Linked DNA regions of Mus musculus: regions 1, 2, 3, 4, 5 and 7 are each linked to region 6. A link is a contact called in public promoter capture Hi-C data. All regions are on one chromosome and are shown on one strand. The core of a region is the stretch at or near the end of the contact, and the rest is flanking DNA. Distances in the headings are between cores, read along the strand shown.

The links. Promoter capture Hi-C pulls out the DNA fragments that hold promoters and counts their contacts.
Region 1: a contact with region 6 is called in a promoter capture Hi-C map of the SN4741 cell line, with 5 times the contacts expected there. The contact joins the promoter of Eif4b here to the promoter of Slc4a8 in region 6. A contact is called at or near these places in 5 of 39 promoter capture datasets (the SN4741 cell line, hippocampal neurons, liver and 1 more) and 1 of 115 datasets of contacts at active chromatin or transcription factors (astrocytes).
Region 2: a promoter capture Hi-C map of hematopoietic stem and progenitor cells shows a contact between it and region 6, with 5 times the contacts expected there. The contact joins the promoter of Soat2 here to the promoter of Slc4a8 in region 6. A contact is called at or near these places in 19 of 39 promoter capture datasets (the 3T3-L1 cell line, 3T3-L1-derived adipocytes, the C10 cell line and 13 more) and 1 of 115 datasets of contacts at active chromatin or transcription factors (embryonic forebrain).
Region 3: a contact with region 6 is called in a promoter capture Hi-C map of liver, with 3 times the contacts expected there. The contact joins the promoter of Faim2 here to the promoter of Slc4a8 in region 6. A contact is called at or near these places in 2 of 39 promoter capture datasets (hippocampal neurons and liver).
Region 4: a contact with region 6 is called in a promoter capture Hi-C map of pre-B cells, with 8 times the contacts expected there. The contact joins the promoter of Krt18 here to the promoter of Slc4a8 in region 6. A contact is called at or near these places in 11 of 39 promoter capture datasets (the 3T3-L1 cell line, 3T3-L1-derived adipocytes, embryonic stem cells and 6 more).
Region 5: a promoter capture Hi-C map of hippocampal neurons shows a contact between it and region 6, with 2.6 times the contacts expected there. The contact joins the promoter of Racgap1 here to the promoter of Slc4a8 in region 6.
Region 7: a contact with region 6 is called in a promoter capture Hi-C map of 3T3-L1-derived adipocytes, with 6 times the contacts expected there. The contact joins the promoter of Krt78 here to the promoter of Slc4a8 in region 6. A contact is called at or near these places in 2 of 39 promoter capture datasets (the 3T3-L1 cell line and 3T3-L1-derived adipocytes).

The regions. Positions count from the first base shown.
Region 1 is chr15:102,071,402-102,075,052 of GRCm38.p6, forward strand. It overlaps Eif4b (eukaryotic translation initiation factor 4B), which reads left to right and starts at 2,372. Exons shown (of 15, transcript NM_145625.3): 1 at 2,372-2,562. The coding sequence starts at 2,550.
Region 2 is chr15:102,149,315-102,153,028 of GRCm38.p6, forward strand. Soat2 (sterol O-acyltransferase 2) reads left to right here and starts at 1,261. Exons shown (of 15, transcript NM_146064.1): 1 at 1,261-1,398; 2 at 1,792-1,847. The coding sequence starts at 1,320. It overlaps Igfbp6 (insulin-like growth factor binding protein 6), which reads left to right. Exons shown (of 4, transcript NM_008344.3): 4 at 1-198.
Region 3 is chr15:99,526,186-99,529,532 of GRCm38.p6, forward strand. It overlaps Faim2 (Fas apoptotic inhibitory molecule 2), which reads right to left and starts at 1,980. Exons shown (of 12, transcript NM_028224.4): 1 at 1,395-1,980. The coding sequence starts at 1,409.
Region 4 is chr15:102,025,796-102,029,555 of GRCm38.p6, forward strand. Krt18 (keratin 18) reads left to right here and starts at 2,421. Exons shown (of 7, transcript NM_010664.2): 1 at 2,421-2,879; 2 at 3,671-3,753. The coding sequence starts at 2,484.
Region 5 is chr15:99,649,906-99,653,483 of GRCm38.p6, forward strand. It overlaps Racgap1 (Rac GTPase-activating protein 1), which reads right to left and starts at 1,751. Exons shown (of 17, transcript NM_001253808.1): 1 at 1,602-1,751.
Region 6 is chr15:100,760,156-100,763,653 of GRCm38.p6, forward strand. Slc4a8 (solute carrier family 4 (anion exchanger), member 8) reads left to right here and starts at 1,592. Exons shown (of 25, transcript NM_021530.2): 1 at 1,592-1,819. The coding sequence starts at 1,775. Gm52175 (a long non-coding RNA gene) reads right to left here. Exons shown (of 3, transcript XR_003951485.1): 3 at 2,534-2,771.
Region 7 is chr15:101,952,682-101,956,389 of GRCm38.p6, forward strand. It overlaps Krt78 (keratin 78), which reads right to left and starts at 1,606. Exons shown (of 9, transcript NM_212487.4): 1 at 1,178-1,606; 2 at 548-762. The coding sequence starts at 1,543.

The DNA.
Region 1 (3,651 bases), core at 1,122-3,621, 1.3 Mb after region 6:
CAACCCTAATTAAATGTTTGCCTTTGTAAGAGCTGCCTTGGTCATGGTGTCTCTTCACAGCAATCCAAACTAAGACAAGTACTCATTGCTTTTGCCAAAGACCCAACTTTAGTTCCCAGCTTCCACATGGCAGCTTAAGACAGTCTGTAAGTCTGGTTCCTGGGGATCGGGTGCCCTTTTCTGACCTTTGAGGGCACCAAGCATGCACTAAAGAAAGGGCTAGATGTAGAGTTGTACACCTTTAATCCCAACACTTAGGAGGCAGGAGGATCTGGATCTCTATGAGTCAGCCTGATATACATAGCAAGTTCCATGCTAGACAGGGCTAAATAGTGAGACCTTTTCTCAAAAGCAACAAAATGACAGCGAGAAAGCAAAAGAAAGAAAGAAAGAGAGAGAGAGAGAGAGAGAGAGAGAGAGAGAGAGAGAGAGAGAGAGAGAAAGTGAGAAAGAGAGAAAGAGAGAGGTTTGGATTAGTGATTTGGCAGTGGGTTGCACACGGCCTTATAAAAGCTTATTTAGCTTTCATTCTAACACCCAGGAGGCAGAGGCAAGTGGATCTCTGGGAATTTAAAGCCAGCCTGGTCTACAGAGTGAGGTCCAGGACAGCCAAAGGTATGAAACAGAGAGACCCTGTCTCTCAAAAAAAAAAAAAAAAGTCTTATTTTGTCCATGTCAGTGTGGCCATGTTTCTCAGCAACTGTTCAGATCTCTCCTCCAGGAAGACGTGTGGCAGCCATATTCTGCATGCATTGCAGTAGACAAAGCCTTCAGGCAAGAAACCCAGCTAGGAAGTTAATACAGTGGTCAGGCTGAAAACCATTGGGGAAAAGCAATAGCAAATTAAAGGAGAGGGACTGGGTAGGTACGGCTATCAAACCTTGACAAATGATCTCGTTGTCTCTTTGTAGCCCAGTCTGATCTTCACTTGTTCTGTAGTCAAAGCTTGCCTTCCACTGATCTTTCTATCTCAATCTACCAAGCACGGTGATTACCACTTTTGTATGTGGTGCTCCATACTGAGCTAAGAAAAGTATTTCTGTCTTCTTGTTTTGTTTTTGTTTGGTTGGCTGGTTTAGGGGTTATTTTGTTTTGTTTAGTTTTGTTTTGAGACAGGGTCTGTGTGTATGTAGCCTTGGCTGACTTGGAACTGGATATGTAGACCAAATTAGCCTCAAACTCTCTATACATAGAGATTTGCCTTTGTCTGCCTTCCAACTGTAGGAATTAGAGATGTGTGCCAGCTGGGCATGGTAATGAATACTGTTAATCCCAGCATTCAGGAGGCAGAGATAGGTGGCTCTCTGAATTTAAAGTCTTGCCTGGTCTACATAATGAGTTCCAGGACAGCCAGTGCTATGTAGAGAGACCCTGTTTCAAAACACCAAATTAAATATAAGTAAATAAATTAATTAAGGGTATGTGCCACCATGCCTGTTTCTGCAAATCATTTTTTAAAGTATATTTATTTTTATTTTATGTGCATTGCTGTTTTGCTGCATGTATGTCTATATGAGGGTGTCAGATCCTTTGGAACTGGAGTTAGAGTTGTGAGCTGCCATGTGGGTGCTAGGAATTCTGGAAGAGTAGTCAGTGCTCTTAACCGCTGAGCCATCTCTCCAACCCCTGTTTTTATTTGTTTGTTTTTTGTTTGTTTTATGGTTTGTATGTTTTAGGGTCATAAAAAAATTTTAGGAGCTGGAATTGTGGCTCAGTGGCTAAGAATGTTCCCTGTTCTTGTAGAGGGGCAGGCCATCTGGAGTTGTACCCAACTGCCTTTTACTCTATTAGCCTACTTACCTGTAATGTTTATCATTTGTAGTATTTTATTCAAGGTAGTTTTAATCCCTTTTTATATCCACAAATGTCTGTTAAACAGTGCCTGGCACGTGGCTGGTGTTCAATAGTTTCACTTTTTGAAATATATATTTTTAAAAAAAATGAAGCATTCGCTGTAAGAAATGTGGCTAGCCACTCGGTGCTGGCCCTTGTCAGTCCATTGGAGGGTTAAATGAGGCAAAAGCCCATGGTTCAAATGTTACCTTCTTAATTGAAACCATTCTACGGAACATTATATTTTCTTTGTCTTTACAAAAAGTGATTTAAAAAGAAACTCAGAATCTTCCCTTCGGAAAAAATCAATTGTGGCACACCCATTCTAGATTCCAAGTCCACTCTGTTCCATAGAATCAGCAAGTGCGACCCCGCCCTTCGCGCCGATCCAGCACCCACAAGTCTGTGCGCCAGGAGACTCCGCCCCGGGCGCAGATCGGACCGGACGGCCGCGCCGGGCCCGACGTAAAGCGAAGGGTTTCGCGACAGCTCAGACTCCACCCCTTCGGCCACATGTCGCGCAGGTCTTCCCGTCGGACGCCGCGCCACCCCCTCGCGCTGCTTTACGAACCCAGCGCGGCGGCGGCGCCCCGCCTTCTGCCTCCGTCCTCGGCTCCCCGCCCCCTCCTGGTTTCACGTCTCCAAGCCCGTCGCGCCCGCTATAATCACGTGACTGCCTCATCCGGGTCCTTTGCGTTCTCTCTCCCTCTCCCAACATGGCGGCCTCAGGTGAGTGAGCGGCCGAGCGTGGCCAAAGACCAGGCTCGGAAACAGCCTCCGGGCTTGGTCCGCTCCTTGCTGGAGGTCGGGGGCAGGAGGCACCGGCTCCTTTCGGACCTGGGGGCAGCGGCAGGCTAGCGGCATGGCCGCTTGAGGTTACCGCCTCGGGATGTCTAGGGGGAGGGGAAGGCCTTCCCCTCCCCCTCACACCCTTTTCACCCCGTTGCGCGAGGTTGGAGTAGGCAGAAATGGTGGACCCTGCCTTCAATTGGAGGAGGCAGCACAGAGAGACGTGCGGGAGGCGCGAGGCTCTCAAAGGCGTGAAGCACCGCGCCCGCGCCAAGGCGCGGGTGGAGGAAGGAGGCGGTTGGCGCGCGGACCGGAACACATTGGGCCGGGTCTCCAAGGCGCGAGGCCGTTGCGGACCCTCGTGGGGGCGGGGGGGTGCAGTTAGAACGCGAGCGCGAGGCTGTGGAGGGGCCGATGAAAGCAGCGGTGCGCGTGCGCGGCACGGGCGACGAGGCGAGGTGGTGGAGAAGGCGCGCCTCAGAAACACGCGCTGCTGGACTCCAGATGGGAAGCCTGGATGGACCTGGCTTTTGCTCGTTTATGACCTTGTACTTTAAGCTTTAGTCGGTTTGGGAGCGTGGCACGGCCGCTGTACTCCCAAGCGAACGCATATTAGGTTTGGCCCCACTATAGTTGGGGGTAGGGAACCCAGGGTGCTCCCACGTGTTAGGTGCTGTAGGGATAGACACCTAGATTTCTCCTGTGCCTTTTTCTTTCCACCTCTTGATTCAACCAACAGTTTTTATTGAGTGCACACTATATGCCAGGCAGAGGTGGGGAAGGAAATCGGGGCGTTGCATTATATAGAACTTCCATTTTTTGGGTAGTTTTAGTGTCAGGATTCAGCTTTTGTCATTTTCCCAGATAACTGGGAAACTTCCAGAAGGTGCTATTAAAATAGTGGCTAGAGGTTCTGCGTGCGTTTGTTTGTTTGGTGGAATGTATATTCCCTGCATTGCAAGTGAGGTTTGTGGAGGTCGTTTCGGGTTTTGTTTTTTTGTTTTGTTTTGTTTTCCAAGTTTTTTGCTT
Region 2 (3,714 bases), core at 11-2,510, 1.4 Mb after region 6:
GCCTCCAGGACGCCAGCAGGAACAGGGGGCTGTCATTTGAGCTGTATGTGAAGCAATGAATAACTCTGTGCCCCAAGACCCACCTTCACGCCCCACCCCATTGTCCCTGTCACCCTTGGGCCTTTACACAGCTAGTTAGAAAGATTGCTGTTGGCTTGTGTACTAATAAAACAGTATTGGGGGGGTGTCTCTGGCTTACGTCTCTGCGTCTGTCTCATTCAGATCTGGGGCCTCGTGCTCACTGTCTCCCATTGGTCATAGTGTTTCTACCTTCCCTGCAGAGCACAGCCAGCCTCTTCCATTGCCCTTGGAATACAGTAGACTGCCACTGCCACAGGCAGCAAGCCCTTTCTTTATCCTCACCCGGATACCCACCCGGAGCTCCCTTGTGGGACTGACTGAGATCCTGGCCTCAGTCCGAGATCACAGTGATTACAATCTTGCTTCTATCACTGACCTCTGGACTGATGGAGGAGGAGGATTAATAGTTAATCCCCAGCAGGAATTTGCCAAAGTGGAACTCCCAAGGCACTCACCTGCCCTACTGCCTACCAGAAAGAAACAAATGTGCTCAGGCTCTGTATGGTTTATCCAGACTACCTCCAGACTACCTTATTTGTGCTGGCAATCACCTGATGACGTAGGGACATTTTGTCCCATAATTTTTTTTTTTTTTCAGAAGAAGCTTAAAAAGTTTGGTCCACTTTCCTGAAGTTACATAGGTAGGCAAGGCAACCCCTGGCGCTATTTACTGTTGAATAAGTGTGTGTCTGCCCTTTCTGCTTATGTGGTAACCCAAGGTGTAGGGAAGAGCTGACACTGAGGGGCCTCGACCATCACACATGACACAAATAGAGCTCCTGACAAAAATATTGTTGCACACACATGTCACTACAGGCCTCATCCTGTGCCCTCAGAAAAATGACTACAAGGTACACGAAGATGTTTCTGGTCCCTCCCTGACCTTCAGTCTTGGTAGAGAGAGCCAGGAAGAGCCAAGCTATGTGATAAGCCTCGGGGAAGCAAAGTCCCCCTCACAACCTGATGCACAGACTCACTCCCGAAAGTGAAATAGCAATAGCGTGAAGCTGATCATAGTGGTTGTGGTGAGAGAGCTGTGAAAGCCACAGGCAGGGCCAGAGTATGAGAAACACTGCCTGCAGATAACCTATCTAACCCTCAACGGGGCTCCGGAAAGGACTTTAGTCCCTGGAGTTGTCAGATCTCTGAGTGGGACACAAGCTCTGTAGGTAGATTGAGAAAGAAAGAAAGGAAGAAGACAGACAACAGCTGTGTGCTGTCCGCTCTACACTGGCACCATGCAGCCAAAGGTGCCCCAGCTTCGGAGGAGAGAAGGGCTGGGAGAGGAGCAGGAGAAGGGAGCCCGTGGAGGAGAAGGTGAGCCGCCCTCCCATCCCCCACGCTCCAGACACTCAGGCGGGCCTGAGATGGGTGTGTGTAAGAGCTAGCCGCTAAGGCCACTTCCTTTCCTCTGGCTGTTCTGGGAAGCCAGAGAAGGCAGTTTCTGCCCTTTTCCCCCCAGCACGCGGACTGGCAATGGAGAAATGTTCAGAGCGTGGTTTGGCCTTCATTAGGGGTGAATGGAGTACTTCCTTGTTTTGGGTCCCCTGTTTCCAGCAATTGCATCAGGCTCTTTCTCGCCACTGTGTGTGTCACTTCCCTGGCTAGTGGCTCTACCCACGATTCTAAATATTGACTGGGAACGGAGGCTGTGAGCACACAGAACACCTAACTCCTCCCTAGTGAGTCCCCTTTGGTTCTTCCTCCTAGGGAACGCAAGGACACACGGAACCCCAGACTTGGTGCAATGGACTCGACATATGGAGGTGAGGGATCACGGCAGTCATAAAGGACAGGCTGGGGATGTGGCTAAACTTGTAGAGTGCCAATCTACCTGATGCGCAGCACCACATAAAACTGGTGTGATGGCAACTGGTGTGATGGCAACTGGTGTGATGGCATACAGCTGTAATCCTAGCACTTGGGAAGTAGAGACCAGGTGATCCGTAGTTTGAGGTCACCCTTGGCCACACAATAACATCCAAACCAGATTGGGCTACAGAAAACCCTGTCTAAGAAATAAAAAGTAGCCAAGGCAGTTGTGGTACATGCCTTTAATCCTAGCACTTGGGAGACAGAGGCAGGCCTGGTCTACAGAGTGAGTTCCAGGACAGCCAGGGCGACACAGAGAAACCCTGTCTCAACAAACAAACAAACAAACAAACCCCCCCAATCATTATTTATCTAAGATTTATTTATTTATTTATTTATTTATTTATTTATTTATTTAATGTATATGATACACTGTAGCTGTCTTCAGACACACCAGAAGAGGGCATCAGATTCCATTACAGATGGTTGTGAGCCACTGCTGGGAATTGAACTCAGGACCTCTGGAAGAGCAGTCAGTGCTCTTAACCACTGAGCCATCTCTCTAGCCCTATTATTATTATTATTATTATTAGTAGTAGTAGTAGTAGTAGTACTGTGTCTATGTGTGTCTGTCTGTGTGTGTCTGTGCATTCCTCTGTGTGCATCTGTGTATCTCTCTGCGTGTGTGTGTGTGTGTCTGTGTGTATATGTCTGTGTGTGTCTGTATGCGTGTATCTGTCTCTGTGTGTGTCTGTATGTGTGTATCTGTCTGTGTGTGTGTATGTCTGTGTGTATCTGTGTGTCTGTATATGTCTGTGTAATTTTTAGAAGTCAGCTCTCTCCTTCCACTGTGAGTTCATGATCAAAATCAAGTCACAAGGTTTACATAGTAAATTATTTTACCCACTGGAATATCTTAGCAGCCGCAGCTTTTGTATAAATATTCAAAAACCTCACTTAAATTGTCTGGTAACATTGTTTGGATAATGCCAACCTAGATTTCTTTCCCCTATCCACAATTTTTTTTCAATTTTTATTAGATATTTTTTCATTTACATTTCAGATGCTATCCTGAAAGTCCCCTATACCCTCCCCCTGCCCTGCTCCCCCACCCACCCACTCCCACTTCTTGGCCCTGGCGTTCCCCACACACACACACTTAAGATAAATAATCTGTTAGGTTTGCTTACAACTATAAATTAAAAAGAACTGGGCTTGAGCCGGGTGTGGTGGCGCATGCCTTTAATCCCAGCACTTGGGAAGCAGAGGCAGAGGCAGGTGGATTTCTGAGTTCGAGGCCAGCCTGGTCTACAGAGTGAGTTCCAGGACAGCCAGGGCTACACAAAGAAACCCTGTCTTCAAAAACCAAAAACCAAAAAAAAAAAAAAAAAAAAAAAAAGAACTGGGCTAGCTGGGCGGTGGTGACACATGACTTTAAACCCAGGACCTGGGAGGCAGAGGCAGTCGAAAGTCTGTGAGTCTGAGGGCAGGGCTACACGAAGAAAGCCTGTCTCCAAAAACCAAAAAAACAAAAAAACAAACAAAAAAAAAAAAACAAAAAAAAACAGTGGCCTTTGGGCAAGAACCACAGCCAGCTGGTGAGATCTTCCTGCTAGTGAGGTCACAGTTCAGAGGTCAATGATTGAGGACTGGAGGCCACCTGACTAACAGCCTCTCCCCTGCTGTCATTGAGCTGGGCTCAAAATCGCCACTCTCCTGCTCAGCCTCCTGAACAGCTGGACCACAGGTGTTTGCTCCTGCTATGGCTCTTTATTCTCACTGATGCTCTAGGAAGGAGACAGAAGTTGGGGCAGCTCAGGC
Region 3 (3,347 bases), core at 730-3,229, 1.2 Mb before region 6:
GCTGACAGGCTGCTGAGGAAGACAGGTGGTCCTTGCAAGGGAGACAATCAAGGAGCCCCCGGACTTCACTCCCTTTACAGCCCAGAGGTGATTGGACCTCAGGAGGCTTATAGCACCTCGCTCCCCCCCAAAATAACACTGTGGGAGTGTGGAAGCAAGCAGCTGAGGAACTGAGGTACCTAACTAACAGAACAGAAAGAGGAGCTGGCTCCTAACCACTAGAACGGGGTGAGCGTGGAAGGGAAGGCTTCGATTTCCCGGGCTCAGCTCAGTGTCTCCTACCCCCTGGAAATGGGACCTGGAGCCCAGGCTCCTTGGCTCCCTTCATTACTTAGACTAAAGGGGGGCATGTCTAAGGAAGCTGCCATAGCCCCACCTTTCCACTCATCCCACCCCTGGACCTCTGGGACCCCACCACCCCTCACAGGAGGCATTCCCAAGTGGCCAGTGTCAGGAAGTAGTATCACCCAATGACATCATTTTGAGGCCTTTGAGAAGCTTGAACACAGAAGGGTCAGAGGATCTGAGCAGGGCTGCCATTAGTTCTGAGGTTGGTATCAAGGAAAAAAAAGCAAGGTTTAGGGAGGTCCTTCTTCTGCCTTCCCTGCTGAATCCAATCCCTAGCACCTCTAAACAGAGGGCTAGAGGACCCTCCCCCTTCGCCCTAGGCCCTGATGGTTGTGTAATTCCACAGGCTGTTGATGTTACATAAGCCATCTGCACCACCCGAGGCTACCCAGGCCCTTCCCTGTAGTTCAGACCTAAAATTGGTATATTGATGTGGGGAGGCAGGAGAATATGTTTTTATTCCAGCCAGTCCCATGTCTGGCCAAAACAAAAATCAAAGCATCCTTCTGCAGGGTTGCCATAGTAACTTCCAACCCTAGGAAATATATACTGATATCCAGAGTGGAATAGTGAAGGGAGTTGGTTAGGGGGTGTCTGGAAGGAGTGAAAGATCACCCTAACTAAGGTGGATGGGTCTGGCACTAAAGACACACTCACAAGCATTGCCCCTCAAGGCTCACCCTGCCCCCTAAGAAGGGCTCTCTCTCTTCCTCCCTCCCCCTGCCTTCCCCCACCCCCTTCCTTTTTCCTTCCTTCTTTCATCCAGCCTGGCTACTAACCAGGCCCAAGGCTCTGAGTTCTGTGATGCCACAACAAGGGGTGGGAGACAGAAGAGGGGAAGGGAGCCTTGGGGTTGGAAAAAGTCCTAAGCCTATTCCTTGAAATGGGCTGTTTGGTCCTCTTGACATCAGCAAAAGACCACAAGAACCTTTGCACTGGAGCCAGGGGAAGATGCTTAAAGAGGTTCAGAAAGCTTTCCCAGGGTGGCAGGGAAGTAGGGGTCCAGAGAGTGAAGGATGGTGCAGGTGGCGGGGACATGCCCCTACCTTTCCCTGGGTCATGATGTCTTCTCTCGAGGAAGGGGTCCCTGAAGCGGGGGTGGCCGCTTGGGTCACCGCAGCCTGCCTGCGTCTCTTCTTTCCTCCGCGTGGATTCTAGCAACATCCACTGCAACCCGGCCAGGCTTACCGGAGCGTACCATCCGCACACGGGGGGAGGGGGAGGGCCTGGGAAGATGCTGCTGCGGACGCAGGATGCTGCGGACCTGAGAGCAGGGCAAGACATGCGCTTTGGCCTCCTCTGCTTCTCCCACACACTTCAGCCATCCCAGGGGACCGGGGAGCTTTGCGCCGTGGAGCAGCAGGTGGATGGGTCCACAGGGGTGGGAGGAGGCACCAGGACTCCCTGACACCCGACCAGCTGATTCTGTCTGCCAGTGTACAGAGCTTGTATAAAGGCCTCATCTCAGCGCAAGCAGCCACCAGCTTCGGCCTTGTTCCCCCCTCCCTGTTCGAATGGCCTCAATTTGTCTCCATCTCCACAGCCCTCTCATCGTCTATTTCAGCGTTCACATAGACTGAGAAAGTTCTGGATGGCTTGCCTACTCTGCCTCCCACCAGGGCTCCCGGTCCAGCAGCCCCCAGCTCTCCCCTTGCTTTGGTTTACCCACTTGTAAAATGGAAGCAATAGCGCCCCCTCCCACACCCTGACGTGTCTGGGAGAATGCAGTTGCTGTCTCTTTCATCCTTGTTGAGACAGGTACTTCTGGAGGCATCGCTAGCTCTGCTTCAAAGCTCCTTCTTGCTCTCCTCTATCTGTTCCTTCTCAGCCTCCATCATTTTAATTCCATCCTCTCTTCATTCTATAGTCCACCTACCCTCTTCTTTAGCCTTATCCTAGGGGCTCAGTCAACCCCGATTCCTACTTTCTGAAGTTCCCACAGTGCCTCTGTGAGATTCAGATCTCACGAGCTGGGCTCAAGCCCCAGTTTAGTCAGCTACTGGCTGTGTGACTTTGGCAAGACTCTTACCCTCTCTGAGCTACAGCATCTCTCTATGAGAAGGAGGCTAAGAGCAGGACTGTGTTCTCCATTGGTTGCAAAGCCCTATGGGTAATAGTGGCAAGAGCACACTGAACACAAGTTCTGTCAGGGTGGGAGCTGTGTGAAGCCTGGAAGCAGAATGCACTGCCTCAGGTCTCCCAGAGGCCCAGGGCTAGCACTGAGAGCAGGATGGAGGGTCAAATCTCCTAGGAGAAGGTGGGAAATATATCCTGGAGAGGAGTGGCTGATAGCTTTCTGCCCTTTAGTCATGTAGTCCCCAGCCCCTGCATGTTAAGCCCTTCTTTGCCAGGTCGTCCCTGGCTCCTGGCACGGCTGTTCCTGCTGAGCCAATGCTCTCTCTCCCTCTCTACACTTGCCTCCTTGCCTCAGGAAGCCCCTGTGCCTGCTTTACTGCTCTTGTTACATAGTTTTGTCATCCCAAAGCAGCTCTCTGCTCTGTGGGAGTCTTTGTCTCAGCACTGAGCTTACTGTAGCAGGTTTTTTTTTTTTTTTTTTTTTTTTTTTCAGGTGCAGGTGTGTGAAAAGCATTCAAATGGATTGTTGCTAGTAACATTCTCAGATAGCTGGCACAGCAGCGCAGAGCCTGCAGTCAGAGGTGCAGGCTGTGCTCTTCCTGGATGAGAGAACACAGACCCAGCTTAGGGCCTGTTACCCAGGGCACAGTGAGTTTTGATTTCTCGCTTGCTTCATGGCTGCTGAGATATGGTCTTCGTGGAGAGCTCTCCCTCATCCTTTAGTCACAGTTCCGAACCGGGTACCTTGGACCCTTCTTTTAGTTCCCATCCATTCTTTTAGTTTCCAGTGGCAACTGTTATCTCAGATTCACATTGGTTTTGTTTAGTTCTCTCTCCCCCATCTCCACCCACTAGGGTATCAGCGGAGTGATTTGTGGGTGTTTTACATTGCTAGGTACCTGCAGGTTTAAAATGTGTATGGC
Region 4 (3,760 bases), core at 1,171-3,670, 1.3 Mb after region 6:
ATGCGACCATCTACGTTAGCTGTGAGATAAGGAGATACTGCAGCTCTTCGGCCACACAGCAAACCTTCCCACCACAGACGGACCAGCACTGCAGGGGTGTGGCAGGATCAAAGCAGGATCTACCCAGGGGCTTAAAGAAGAATTCTAGGGTCTTCTAGTCATTACTGAAAGAACTGAAAGTCCACCAGTGGTTGGCGGTGACTTGAAGCTTCCTTCCCGTCCCCTCCTGACGGAGGCCTCACTCTGCAATAAGTAACTCCTATTTCTTCAGCAGTGAGTGCTGTATTAACATTCCCGTGCACTGCCTCCTAGAAGATAGACAAACGATTCTTTTTTTTTTTTCTTCTACCCATAGAAGTGAAAAACAAAACGGAAGTTCAGTTTAGTGACTTTCTGAAGTCACCCAACCAGCAAAGTATCCAAGTTGGATAACAAACGTAAAGCTTAAAAACAGCGAAAAGTTGCCCATCGGTACACTTCATTGTATAGTTCTATAAAATAGAGCAATTGTGGAACTCGGGTGGGGGGGGTGGGGGGGGGAGAGTTTGTAAAATTGAAAGCCTGGGATCTCCAAACACACCCCCTCCCCAGGAGCTTTTAGGCAAAGCCAGTGGGCATTTGTTTGTATGTTATTTTGCATTCCATTTGCCTGGCTGTCTCTGGCAACACCCAGGCTCCCCAGCCAAGTCCCACGGAGTCGCTGAGGTTTTCCGGTCCAGAAGGAGGCAGGCTTCGAACAATCCATCACACCCAGCATGCATCAGCCCTGTGTTTGCTTCCCTCTAGTCTGATCTGCTGACCTAGGTTCTTCGTAGCCCCTCCCCCTCCCCCTTGCTCTTCTGATTTTACTTTTCTGTGTGCTCGCACTCACACAGTCAGTTCAGCTGGCCGCTCGCTCGATAAGGATCAATAGGTCCACTCCAGAGCAAAGAGCATGGCCACAGGTATAGCAAACACCAAGTCCTGCCGGAAAAACGGGCTCCTGGTGCTGACCGATTCCAACCTCAGGGTTTCTCCCTCCTCATTCAGCAGGAGTGGTCATCCAGCTGGCGAGGAGGGGGTGCGGGGGTGCAGAGGGGCTCTTTCCCCCAGAAAACAAGCTGGAAAGCCAGAAAGCATTATAAAAATTGACCAGGAAGGACCGAAGAAAAGGCCCGGGGAGCAGGAGAAGGGGACAGATGCAAGGGGGTGGCAGAGGTTGAGGTGGGGGATGGAGAGGCAGGCAATCTGGTTCAAACTTAGCTGTTTCTACATATCTGGTCTATGGACTCAGACCCCAACCTGTCCAGACACAGTATAATCTACAGGAAGGACAGTGGTTCTCTCTTCCTTGCTGTTCCCATAGCTACTAGAAGGTGTCTAGCAAATACTGGTTAAATCTATGTGCTCTTGGGTTGGCTGTGTTCTCAGCTGGTAAAGTGGTCTGCCTGAGGAGTATGAGGCCTTGGGTTTGGTCCTCAGCACCCTGTAACCTGAAAGTGATGGAGTCTCATGCCTGGGATCCCAGCACTTCAAAAGTGGGACGGGAAGATCAGGAGTTGAAGGCCATCCTCAGCTACATGGAAAGTTCAAGACCAGCCCGAGCTACATGAGACCCTGTCTCAAAAAAGAAGGAGGAGGAGGAGGAGGAGGAGGAGGTAAATGGTAGGTGTCCAGACATAGGGATACCTCTTCTACATAATCACAAAGGCCCCGATAAAGCCTCCAGGGAATGAGTTGAATGAGGACATGTGTACCCACGCGTTTGAGGATATGTATTTCCACGGTTCCCTATGGAGCCACAGCAGTGTCTTGGAACCATGGGGCCGGAGCAGAAAAACCAAGAGACCTGCCCTCAGGTTCGTGTTTCTCTTCTTTTTGAGCTCCCAATTTTCTTTCCCCAGGATTCCTGGGGTTCTAGGACTGCCCCCAGACTTAAGCTGGCGACATGCCACAAAATCTTCACCCTAGTGAACCCCTCTTCTGTCTGTGTAAATGGAGTTTGTTTGTTTGTTTGTTTGTTTGTTTGTTTTCGAGATAAGGTTTCTCTGTGTAGCCCTGGCTGTCCTGGAACTCACTCTGTAGCCCAGGCTGGCCTCGAACTCAGAAATTCGCCTGCCTCTGCCTCCCAAGTGCTGGGATAAAGGCGTGCGCCACCACGCCCGGAATAAACGGATATTTAAAACGCCATTTTTTGCCCTGAAAACAGACACTCAGGGGCTAACACCACCTGCTATCCTTTGTGCACCCCTTAGTTATCCACTCCCTGTGTCGGTGAGGATGGCAGGTATGCTGAGGGCGTGTGCAGAAGTGGAGAAGGGCTGCGACCTGTTAGGTCACAGGAATCCCGATCCTGGCGCCCCCGGCTCCGGTGGCTGGGGCGTGGCCTGCTGGGGGAGGTCCCTACCTCCTCCCGCGGCGATATAACAACAGGTCGAGGACTGCCACCCTCCGCGGCGGAACTCCTGTTCTGGTCTCTCGCTTCGCTCTCCTCTCCAGACAAGATGAGCTTCACAACTCGCTCCACCACCTTCTCCACCAACTACCGGTCCCTGGGCTCTGTGCGAACTCCCAGCCAGCGGGTCCGGCCTGCCAGCAGCGCAGCCAGCGTCTATGCAGGTGCTGGGGGCTCCGGGTCCCGGATATCCGTGTCCCGCTCTGTCTGGGGTGGCTCTGTGGGGTCCGCAGGCCTGGCGGGAATGGGTGGAATCCAGACCGAGAAGGAGACCATGCAAGACCTGAACGATCGCCTGGCCAGCTACCTAGACAAGGTGAAGAGCCTGGAAACTGAGAACAGGAGACTGGAGAGCAAAATCCGGGAACATCTGGAGAAGAAGGGGCCCCAGGGCGTCAGAGACTGGGGCCACTACTTCAAGATCATCGAAGACCTGAGGGCTCAGGTAAGGGGCCTAAGGGGGGAGGGGCAGTAGCTCCGGGCTGTTCTGTCTATCCAGTGTGCCCACACCCCCAAACTTGAATAGAGTGTGGGCTGTTGACTCCCTCCACTCTTTCCACATTCACCACATCCCCCCACACACACTCTATGGGACGGAGTTAGGAATACTCTGGACTCTCACCCACAACCTGTAGGAATTCCAAGCGTAGTGGTTACACACGCGAGCCGGCTTCCCCCAAGCAGTGTAGTGGGAAGAGAACAGGATTGGAAAAAAAATAAAATAAAAAGGTGTGTGTGGGGGAATCATAAAATGAACTCAGACACTCACTTCTTTTCCAGTAGGAACAGTTAGAGGGTTAAGCGGATGTGGCTAAGGCTGAGTCATCTAGGAGTAAACAGGAGCTTACCTGTAGGAGGGGCCAGCGGGACAAGTGGGGGGGGGGGGCGCGTCCCAGGACGGGGGGGGGGGGGGGGGTTAGCAGGTGCACCTGGAGAAGATGCCAGGAGAGGATCAGAGAAATCTTGTTGGAAGCTGCTCTTTTGTAAGCAATCCAGATAGTGCAGGCCCTGGCAGAGGGGCAAGGAATCCAGGAAGGGAGAGGAGGCTCAGGTGGGAAGGGAAGACAGAAATACACGCCTCTGACTGTTCCTGGGACTGGGATGGATTCACTGAAACACAAGACGTGTTTTCTCATCCCCCACTTCTCCACACACACACACACACACACACACACACACACACCCTCATGTGACCCGGAACTCTCAAAGCGACTCTCTCCACTTTAATCCACCCAGATCTTTGCGAATTCTGTGGACAATGCCCGCATCGTCTTGCAGATCGACAATGCCCGCCTTGCCGCCGATGACTTTAGAGTCAAGTAAGTC
Region 5 (3,578 bases), core at 501-3,000, 1.1 Mb before region 6:
TAAAAGTCAATGTTATAATTCTATAAAGCTATCTCAAAAAACAAAAACCAAACAGAACCAAAAAAGTATAAGGCTAAGATTGGAGGGTCTGTATTTGTGGAGAGTTTGATAGAATGTCTCAGATCTGCAGCCAAATTATCTGAGTGATCTTTAGCTCCACTAACACACCAGACACCTCCTTGTGACTATCAGATGAAATTTTGGCCTGAATTACCTTTCACCCGGAGAATGGCAGCACACACCTTGAATCCCAGTGCTTAGGAGACATAGAGGTAGGCAGATCTCTGTGAGTTCCAGGCCAGCCTGGTCTACAGAGTTCCAGGACATACAGAGCTGTTACACACAGCAAAACCCTGTCTCAGAATAGAAATAAAAACAGAAACAAACACACACCTACCTTTCATCAACCCAAAAGCCAAGTTGACCAGCAGACAGCACTGAAGTCTAACACAGCATAAGAGTCCCTATCTTTACTGCACCCTGGCAGCCTGACATGCAGCCTCATCAGTCCACAGAGGTTTTAAAGGTTAGTAGAAGACAGTCTTACGTGAAATTACATGTACAATTGTGCTGGCCTGTAGCTCAGCTGATACCATGTCTCTCTAGCATGACAAGCCCCTGGTTTCTGTCCTCAACACAGCAAATACTGAGAATGGCAGATCACACATGTAATCTCCAAGTTATCCTGTAATGCCTGTAATCCCAGCACTCCAAGGACAGGAGGCTCAGAAGTCCAAGGTTATCCTTGGCTACAAGAGGCCAGCCTGGGCTACATAAGACACTACCACACATACACGGAGTCCAGTTTATTTAGGAGTGATAGAACTTTAAAAGGTAAACAGTAAATCCAATAACCTTCCGATACACTATTGGGAGTACTGCAGTCAGTCTCTCCCCCTCTTCCTCTCTTTCTTCCTCTCTTTCTGAGGCACAAAAACAAAGCTCTCATTCCAAGGGAAATGAGTGAGCCAAATATAAGTGACCCTGGCTAGTGAACATGAATCCAGAATACCAAAATACTACGTTGTGATATAACCATTCTCACTACGTTTTATAGTTAAGAACAAGTCTTAGCTTTTCTGTTGGTGGAAGCTGTTCATATAAATTAATACACCCCAAAGGGTTTCACATGCAAATCACAGAACAGTAGGTAGGTCAGTGACAGAGGTGGGCAATAAATTATTAAAAGGGGGGGGGGCCTGGAAAAAAAAAATCACCCGAGATAGGCTCCGAATTTGCAACATTCCAACTCTCCACAACTAGGGATGTTCTAATGAGCCTTGTGGGAGACAGCCTAGAAGGTAGAGGCTCTCCACGTCAGGCCGCCGGGTTCCCCAAACACCTGATTTCTCCCTCAAAAGAGACTGTTCCTCGGAAAAGGGTATGAGGGGGCTCTCCCCGCCATTCCCACGCCCGGCACTGGGGCTCGCCAAGACCACCTTGAGGGAACCACACCCGCACCCGGCCGGCCACGCCTCAAAAGGACGCCCCGACTTTGCAAGGAGCGCCACGCCGAGAGCAGCCGGGTCCCGCCGCCCCCTCCCCTCGCCCGCCTCCCCGCCGCCCGCTCGCTCGCTCGCTCGCGACCTCGACCGGCTTACCGAGGCTCCCGGCCCCGCGCACACGCAACCCCGTCCGGCCCGCGGCGCTCACTCTCCGGCCGCCGCGCCCCAGGAGGGCTGCTGTCTACCAGCGACGCGCCTCACTAACGGCAGTGTAAAACCGCGCCGCCAGATCCGGTTCAAAATCACGCACCAGCCAATCACAGAGGAGCTCATAATCACGAAGACGCAAGTGTCAGGGCCAGGGGGCGGGCGCAAAACGGAATGGGCATGCGCATTACATTAGCGAGACGCCCGAAAGGCGGCCATTTTGACTAAGGGCACACACACAATTTTGCGGGAGTAGTGGGTGTTTCGTGGCCCGTGTAGGACTCACATTCCAGGCTCCAGCTTCCTTTCTTGCAATTATCCTAATGACCTGTTGACTAATTGCATATTATTTCTTGCCTCCTGTTTCCCCACGCAGTCAAATAGGACCCTTGGAAACTAATAACTGAATAGTTTTCGGGTCTCACTGTAGAATAGGAAGAATTCCAGAAGGAGACAGAGCAGCAATCATTTTAACCATATTTACTGAGCTATAATTATCCCTCCATTCATTCACGCATTCATTCAGACTTCTATTTGATGCACAGTAAGTATGCCAACTTCATAGCAAGCACTCTGCTAGGAATCAGAAAAAAATACCGATCATGTGGTCTCTGCTTTCCAGTAGCTATGAATGGGGGAAGACAGCTCAAGAAAACAAATAGAAATGCAAAATGAAGTGTTATAATTCCATTTAATAAGTGGCACTTAAAATTTGGCGTCGTATTGGTACAGAGGCTTTGAAACTTTGAAAGATCTGGACCCAACATCAGAAATGCCTTTTACGTACACCAGCAAACTATTCATCTTAATCTATTAGTGTGTTCCCAATGTTTCTGTTCCTTTTTTTGTTATGTCTCTGTGTTGGTGTCCCTTCCTTCCTGAATTTACTAATTACTGGTAGGTGTGGCTACTAGCAACTTGACAAAATACTGGCTAGCTAGAGTTTACTAGAAACAGTGATCCAGGTACACCCCTTTAACCCCAGCACAGCAGAAGCAGATTTCTGTAAGTTCAAGGCCAGCCTGGCCTGCCTCAGAAGTCTAACCACCAAGGGAACTGAGCCCTTCCTCGAACTCTTTACAACCGTGGTATTTTCAAAGGCAGTTCTGGGTGGGTGTGGTGGCACACACCCGAAACCCCAGCACTTAGGGCGTGGAGGCTGAGGGATTAAGACCAGCCTCTGCTACTTAGTTTCACACCAGCCTAAAACAAACAAAAAATCAGATCCAACCATGGCTCTTCCTTGCTGAAAACCATTAACCGTTTCACTTCTCCTCCTTAAAAAAAGATCAGGGTCTTTAACAGGGCTCCCCTAACCTGGGCTTCCGGGCTCTCCAGCTGCCCCTCCTGACTCCCTCCTGTCTACAGGTCCTGAAGTGCACCAAGCTACTCTTAGCATCCAGCGCTTGCAGAACTCTTGCTGTTCCGTCTGCCCCAAACATCCTTCCTGCCCATTCCCCCAACTTCATTTGACTAAGTCCTATCTGTCCTTTGGGCAACTTGAATTATTATTATTATTATTTTAATGCTTTCTTCAAAGGAGTCTATGCTGCCTGCCTCTGTGTGCTTTTGCTATAATTTCTAGCTCCCTTCCTCCTCTGTGTGAGTTACCTCATCGTTTTCTGATTCTTCTAGTTACTTTTGTAGGGCCTTCCACGTGCTGTGCTTTGGCTCAGGCATCTATAAGTGGAAACAATGTCTGACTCTCGGGGCCTTTCAGACATCCTTGTAAAATGAAGCACATGTCCCAGTACCAAGTATCTGCTCAGTAAATACCCCCTTGCTTTGCTGGCCAGTCCATCGGCTTCCAGAGAACCGCAGTAGGACTCCTTTGATTTACTGCTGCATTTAGCATGGTAGGCAGCCCCAACAAAGTCATTCAAGTGCAGGTGAGTTGAACTCTACCAGATGGTGGCAGTATTCCAT
Region 6 (3,498 bases), core at 342-2,841:
TTGTTGTTGTTGTTGTTGTTGTTGTTGTTGTTGTTGTGTTGTTTCAAGACAGGGTTTCTCTGTGTAGCCCTGGCTGTCCTGGAACTCACTTTGTAGACCAGGCTGCCTCAAACTCAGAAACCCGCCTGTCTCTGCCTCCCAAGTGCTGGGATTAAAGGTGTGTGCCACCACTGCGAGGCTATTTTTTTTTTTTTCTAATGTGCATTGGTGTTCTGCCTGCATCTATGTCTGTGTGCTACATTTATTTCTTGCACCTGAGGAGCTCAGAAGAGATGAAAAAATTCCCTGGGACTGGCATTCTGGATGGTTATGAGCCTCCATGGAGGACCCGGAACCCAACCCAGGTCCTCTAGAACAGCAACAAGTTCCCTTAGCTGCTGAGCTGTCTCTCCAGCACTCTCTGACAGAATCTCCCACCAAGTCTGCAGCTCATCATGGATTGGTTGAGACTGAGGCTGGCTGGCAAGCTCCGGGGACTCTGCCGTCTCTACCTTCCCCAGCACTGAGATCACAAGCTTTTGCCTCCAGACCCAGTTTTCCTAGGTGCTGCGGATTGAACTCTGCTCCTCACACTTATATGGTAAGAACTTTTTAGACCGAGCCATTTCCCCAGCTCCAGAGACATTAAGGCCCAATCTTGTTTCTTATTTTGATTACAGTGTGTACTGATGATATGTGGAGATTGAAAAAAAATATTTTTGTGTGAGATAAGGTCTAACCAGGAAGTCTAGGCAGGCTTGAACTTGCTGCTATCCTGCCTCAGCCTCCTGAGGGCTAGATGAGCCTGCACCACCATAAGGGTTGAACTTTGACATGTACTGGGTCATGCTCCTTTCTGCAGTTTTGGCAGAGGCTGAGATTGATTGCCACGATCCCTTTCCCCTCAATGGCTTGGACTCACCTCCACTCTCAGGAGACAGAAGACAAAGGCCCCTTTCTTTCTCTCAAGCTACGGATGGTTAACCTACTCTGTTTCCTTTTAAACTCAGATCAAGTCGAATGCCTTACTCCTCACTTTCCAACCTCGCCTCAGATCGGTTAGTTCCGCTGCTGAACAATAATTCGTCTTACAGTATGTCTTTTGGACACGTTGAAATCACCCTCAGCTCAACCCCCACTGTCTGCTGTCAGTCTTAGACTGGGGAGACCCGAGTCTCAGCCTCTTTGACTGCTTCCTGTCTGCTGCTCTCTAACGCTCTTCAATCTGGCCACTAACTCAAGGGTTAAAAGTAATTTTAGAAGGCTCTCTCTTCTCATTACTTCCTCCTGCCATCTTGGTTTCGGAGGGAAATTTTCTATTAATTTAAAACCCATCTTCCGAGGAATAAAATCAGAACAGGTAAACCTGACACTTTCCCAAGAGTCAGGTGCAGCTGCAAACAGAGGCAGGGATTTTCAGTTCCTAGCAAGCAGTAGGAAGGACCTCGGAGCCCGGAGGCCCCCTAAGGGGGGAGGCGGTTTCTAAGGCAACCGGCGCGGGGAGGGGGTTGGCTCTCTGGCGCCCTCCTCCCTTCTTCCTGGTAGCCCAGGGTACCGCCGGACAGCGTCCTCCCGTGCTCCGCGCGCTGATTGGCTGCTCGGGGCGCCCTCTGATTGGCTGCTGCGGGCGCCTCGCGGGCTGATGGCTATGAAGGTGGCGCCGGTTGATGGTTGACCGATCCTTGGATCCAGGGTAGGGGTCGCTGCGCGTGCGATCGTCTCACACTGGACTACAGGGCGCGGACTGCTGCAGCTCAACCTGGAACCTACCGGCGAGACCAGGCTCCGCCCGGCCATGCCCGCCGGGAGCAACGAGCCGGACGGCGTCCTCAGCTATCAGGTGGGCCCCGCCTCCCGCTCCTCCCCGGCTCAGCCTCGGTGTTCTGCCCACCGCCCCGCTCCTGCCCCAGCCGGGGTTCCAGGCGTGTCCCCGAGGGCAGGGGGGAGGCCCGCACGGGACGCCAGGGGGCGCTCCGGGTGGCCGGGGAGGGTGACCTTGGGCCGAGCCCGGAGCCGCCGGCACTGCAGCATCCCCTGCGTCGCCGGCTGCCCGGTGTCCCGGAGCAGTGACCTCTGTCCGCGGGTCCCGGTTGGCGGCCCACACCGGCTTCTGGCCTTGCCTAGTTATGCTGTAGGTGGACGAGAGGGAATCCAGGGACCTTGCGCGGGTCTTTGTGTTTTGACTCTGTTTCCTCAGTGACTCAGAGGAAACCTTGCAAAGACCGGGAGGCTGGGAACAGCCCTGAGAATGTAGCCGGCTTTGTGGATCCCTCCGTGCTGCCCAGACAGCTGACAAGTTCTGGGTATGGATGCACATGAACCAGGGGAGCCGTGAGGTGTCAACAGCGCCGACACCACCAGCCTTACCTAGAACAACAGGGGCGGCTAATGTTAGGAAGCATTGGACTAGGTGTGAAGGGTCAGTGGGTACAGGTTCCAACCTGCTTCTCATAGGCTTCGCGATCTGAGTAAGCTACCTGTCTCTTGGAACCTCGGTTTCCCCATCTATTAAAATGGAAATATGTGTACGGTTTACTTCACAAGGCTGTTTTAAGGACTCCGTGAAACACAGTTTATTGTGTGATATCCAGTGAGTAGTAGCTTTTTGAATTCTCACACCGGCTTTCTTGTGAAACCCGATCAGGTGTGGTTACTGCTGTGCCAAGAGGGTTTGAAGGAGGGAAGGGAGCTGAGCCGGAGACTAGTACCGAAGCAGGAAGGGTGGCGGGTCTTGGAAGCAAATGCCATGTTGACATCAGGAGTGGGTTCTGGGAGGAGGCATGGAGAACTTCCTGCATGTGGTGAATGAAGTGGGCATGACACACCCTGCCCCTCTTCCCGGCAAGTAGCCTTTGCTTGCCAGTCACAAAAATAGATCTAAGATCTTGGAAAACCTTTCCCCATCTGATCTTATGACATGCTATGTTATAGTCAACCTTTGTTTGGGAGACAGTGAGCAAAAATAGGCCATGCTCTTGCCTCTTCCAGCTGGTAGAAAAGGAGAATTAGCGTTTTTGTTTGTTTGGTTGGTTGGTTTTTTTGCCTTTGGCGGTTCTGGGGATGGACTGCCTTCTACTTGCTATGCAAAGGCTCTACCACTGAGCCATACCCTGGCTAGAAGTAAGAATTGTGTGTGGATGCCTGTGTGTGTGTGTGTGTGTGTGCCCGAGCACTCATGTGGTGGCTGGCCAGAGTTTGATATCTGGTATTCACCTTATTTATTCATACATGTTCTTACACTGAACATCAGCTGGCCATGAGCCCTTGGGATCAGCCTATGGTGAGGTCCTCTCACCCGCCCCGAATGCTGGTATGCTTTAACACGGGTCCTGGGAGTCTGGATTCAGGTCTTCATGCCAGAACAAACACTCTACCTTCCCTGCTTCCCAAAGTCAACCAAACAAAACACTGTAGTCCTAGTCCTCCTGAGGCAGGAGGATTGTGTGTTTGAGGTCAGCATAGACTACATCATGAGACCCTGTTTCAAAAAAAAAAAAAAAAAAAAACAACCCAAAACCA
Region 7 (3,708 bases), core at 356-2,855, 1.2 Mb after region 6:
GAAACCACCACAGCTGGGAGAAGCAAGAGGCCTGCCCTCGCTCTCCAGCCCTCACCACCCCTCAGCCCAGGGCTGTCTGCCCAACCAGGCTGCCCAGGTAGAGGGTCTAGAACCACAGTCCAGCCATAAATCACACCATGGATCTGGGGATGTATGCACTAAAGTGACTTTCCTCCACCCAAGACCAGAGCACATCTGAGTCATGTCAGCCTCATAGCCTGCTAAACAGGAATTTCTCGAGAAAGCTATCAAGATGTTGTTTAAATAAGCCCTTCCCAGTCCTGACCAAATACATGGTCCTTTGTGGCTAGGCTTCAGCCCTCTGGAGAGAGCCTTCAACATTTTCCCCAGGTCTCTCTGGGCCTGGATGGGGGTGGGAGTCTCCTCTACATATTACAGGTAAACCTTGTGAATGAGGAGAGAGGAAGTCAAGAGCCAGAATGGAGGTCAGTCATGCAACACTGGGTGCTGGACACTTGGGAGACCCTCAGGCAGGCAGAGCATCACGCACCACCCCCCAGACACCACACCCAAGCATTTGCCCTACTTGGACTTATATTCATCCTCCTGGTCCTGATAGGTCTTCAGCTCAGAGTCCAGAGCCCTTCGCTCTCTCTGCAGCTCCTCCAGCTGCTGCCTGAGTCGGGCTAGGCAGGTTTCGAAGATGCACTCTAGACCCTGAGGGCTGCGATTGCCCTGCAGCTGCTGCAGCAGCTCCCACTTGGTCTCCAGTACCTTGTTCTGTTGCTCCAGGAAGCGCACCTATAACCAGACACAGGGTCCTGAGACTCCTGGGACTTCCCTGGCCCAGCCTCTGGAGAGGGAAGCCTAGAGACCCTCTTATGGACCCCTTTTTCTTGCCTTCCACCCCTGCCTGTGCAGAGGAGCCTCAAGCCCTCCCATAAGAACCTGTGCATATCCATGATGGGATGCAACAAGAGATCAGACTTCCTTCTCATCACTAGCCAGCTTCTCTGTGTCCCTGAGTCCCAGCCATGGAATAGCGGGGCATTGGCAAACCAGAAAGCCTCTAACTAGACCCTGGGAGGACATCCTTGCCACTGAAGTGATTAGAAAAAGCGGCAGGAGGTTGGATTTCCTCACTCTAGTTCATCTTGTCTAGAGCAGTTGTCTGTGAGAGGCCCAGAGGCAGGGGGCCAGGCTGTTTACCCCTCACCTTGTCAATGAAGGAGGCGAATTGGTTGTTGAGGCTTCTGATCTCTCGAGTCTCCTGTGTCTTCACCACCTGGAACTGGGGGTCAACCTCGATCTTCAGTGGGGTCAGCAGACTCTGGTCGACAGTCACTGCTTGGATGCCCCCTGGAGGGCACTGGGAAAATCCAGGCCCTCCCTTACCCTGCCCAAACCGTATCCCTTGCCTGGTCTCTGCCCCCCAGGCCCTCCCACAAGAGCTTCCTCTGCATCTCCTGGAGGAACTAAGGCTCCTGCTGCTGAAGCCAGTCCTGCCCCGAGCCCCTGAAAAGGCAGAACACGCTGAGTGGGCGCTGAAGCCCCTCTGGGCCCGGCATGGAGAGAGAGACATGGCAGAGACAAACAGGCCCGCAGCTTCAGACAGACTGGAGATGGTCACGGTGTATGTGCTTCTGCCCTGGGGCCCTGGCACGAGACTTTTATCCCCTCCCGTCCTTGGGCTGGGCCTTGGAGAGCAAGATGTTCTCAGTCTGACTGTGTCTGCCACTTGCTGCGGCTGACCTGCTCTGACACACCTGGGGAATGGGTACGTGGCACGTGCAGAGCCTGAGGTAGGAGACCCAGTCCCTGCCCCAGAAGCCAACAACATGCAAGCATCTCAAGATCTGAGCCACGGTTCTAGGCATCAACATTACTGGGGGGTATTCAAGGAAGGCTTCCTGGAAAAAGAGTGAGAAAAGTTTGTGCAGAGGAGAGGGTAGCATGGGGAAGTTGGACAAGGGAGAGCACAGCTCCCAAAGTGAGATCCAACCCCACAGAGACAGCACAGACCCTGAACAGCCAGGCTGGCAGAGGTTGTGCAGCAAGGACACACCATGATGTAGAAATGAACAGAAAAGCAGGGCACCCAGTCCCTCCTTTGGCCCAACCCAGCAATATCATCCAAGAGACAGCACCTGCCCCACACCGAGCAGGTATCTTTAGCCAGGATCTATACAGCAGCAGCCAATCCTGTGCTCTATTCCTCCCAACACACTACCCCAGGTCCCTCCAGCTGAAGCCCTTCCAGTGGATAAATGAGTGGCAGCCACTCCAAAATAAACTGTGCATCTAGGAGACTATGCCTAGAGCAGAAACAGAGGGTCTGGGATTCTCCCAGGATGGATCCCATCCCTGGTCTAGCAGGGATGTTCACCTAATATTACTGTGGTCCAACCTCCAGCCTGAGGCAGGGTCTCCTCATCCTGCAGGTGGTCCAGCTACTCCCGGGGAACTGCTAAGCCTCTCATCTCTGATTCATGGGGTTTCCTTTAGTGGGACAACAATGGCCCTGTTCCACTTCCTCTCCGAACACCTGGTGAATGCTGAGGGTGGACTATTTGGGGGTCTTTGAGGATGTGACTCCAAAGGAGAACAAACAGAAACTCACCAAACGCTGGAGAGATGCTATGAGGAAATCATTCTTGGCAATTAGCACAACCCTACAGGTGCTCCACCCAAGCCAGACAGCTGTGCACAACATGGTTCCGCTCCCTCCAGGAGTGAAAAGCCCCCAGCCACCGGCATCGCCTCGACGGACATCGACGGACATGAAGAACGTCTCTGAGGAGGCAGAGGTAGCAAAGAAGTTCAAGCAAGGTATGAGGGGTCAGGGAAGCCAGAAAAGAGGAGAGAAAAGATCCAAGAGAAAGCTGCCAGGATAGAGGAAGGGGAGGCACACTGAGCTGCCTGGAATCTACTTGGACCCCACTAAAACCTCAGCCCCAAAATATCCCCCACCACAGTCAGAGGCACTGTAAAAGGAAGCTTTGCCCACGTGTAGAGGAGTGAAACTGGATCCATATCTATCATCCTGCATAAAGATCAACTCTGAGCAGAGCTCTGTGTGAAACCTGAAATGCTGAACAGCTAGAAGAAGACATAATCAGCACCCTGCAAGACGCAGGTACAGAAAAGGGCTTTCCCAATAAGACGCATTCGTTCAGGAATTAAGCCCAACAGTTGACAAATAAGACCTCATAAAACTGAAAGCCAAAAGTGGGAGAGAATCTTTGCCGGCCATACATCTGATCGAGGGTTAATACCCAGGATATATAAAATAAAGAACTAAAAAGGAAGAGCCAAGAAAACAAATGATCCATTTAAAAAAAAAAAAGTAGAAGTAGGCTATAGTTCTGAACAGAGGGTTCTCAAAAGAAGAGATAAAGTGCATAATAAATATCTCAAAGTGTTCAACACCTTTAGCAATCAGGAAAATGCAAAACTGTTTTGAGGGGCTATGAGATAGCTCAGCAGGTAAAGGCACTCGCTGCCAAGCCCTAGCACCTGAGTTCAATTGCTGGGACCCACGTGGTGTCAGGGAGAACCAACTCTCACAGGTTGTCCTCAGTCTCCATAGATGCGTGTGTAGCATCGCTCACACACACACACACACTAACTCACATATACACACACATACACATTCACACACTCACACGTAGATAGATAGATGATAGATAGATAGATAGATAGATAGATAGATAGATAGATAGATAGATAGATAGATAGATAGAATAG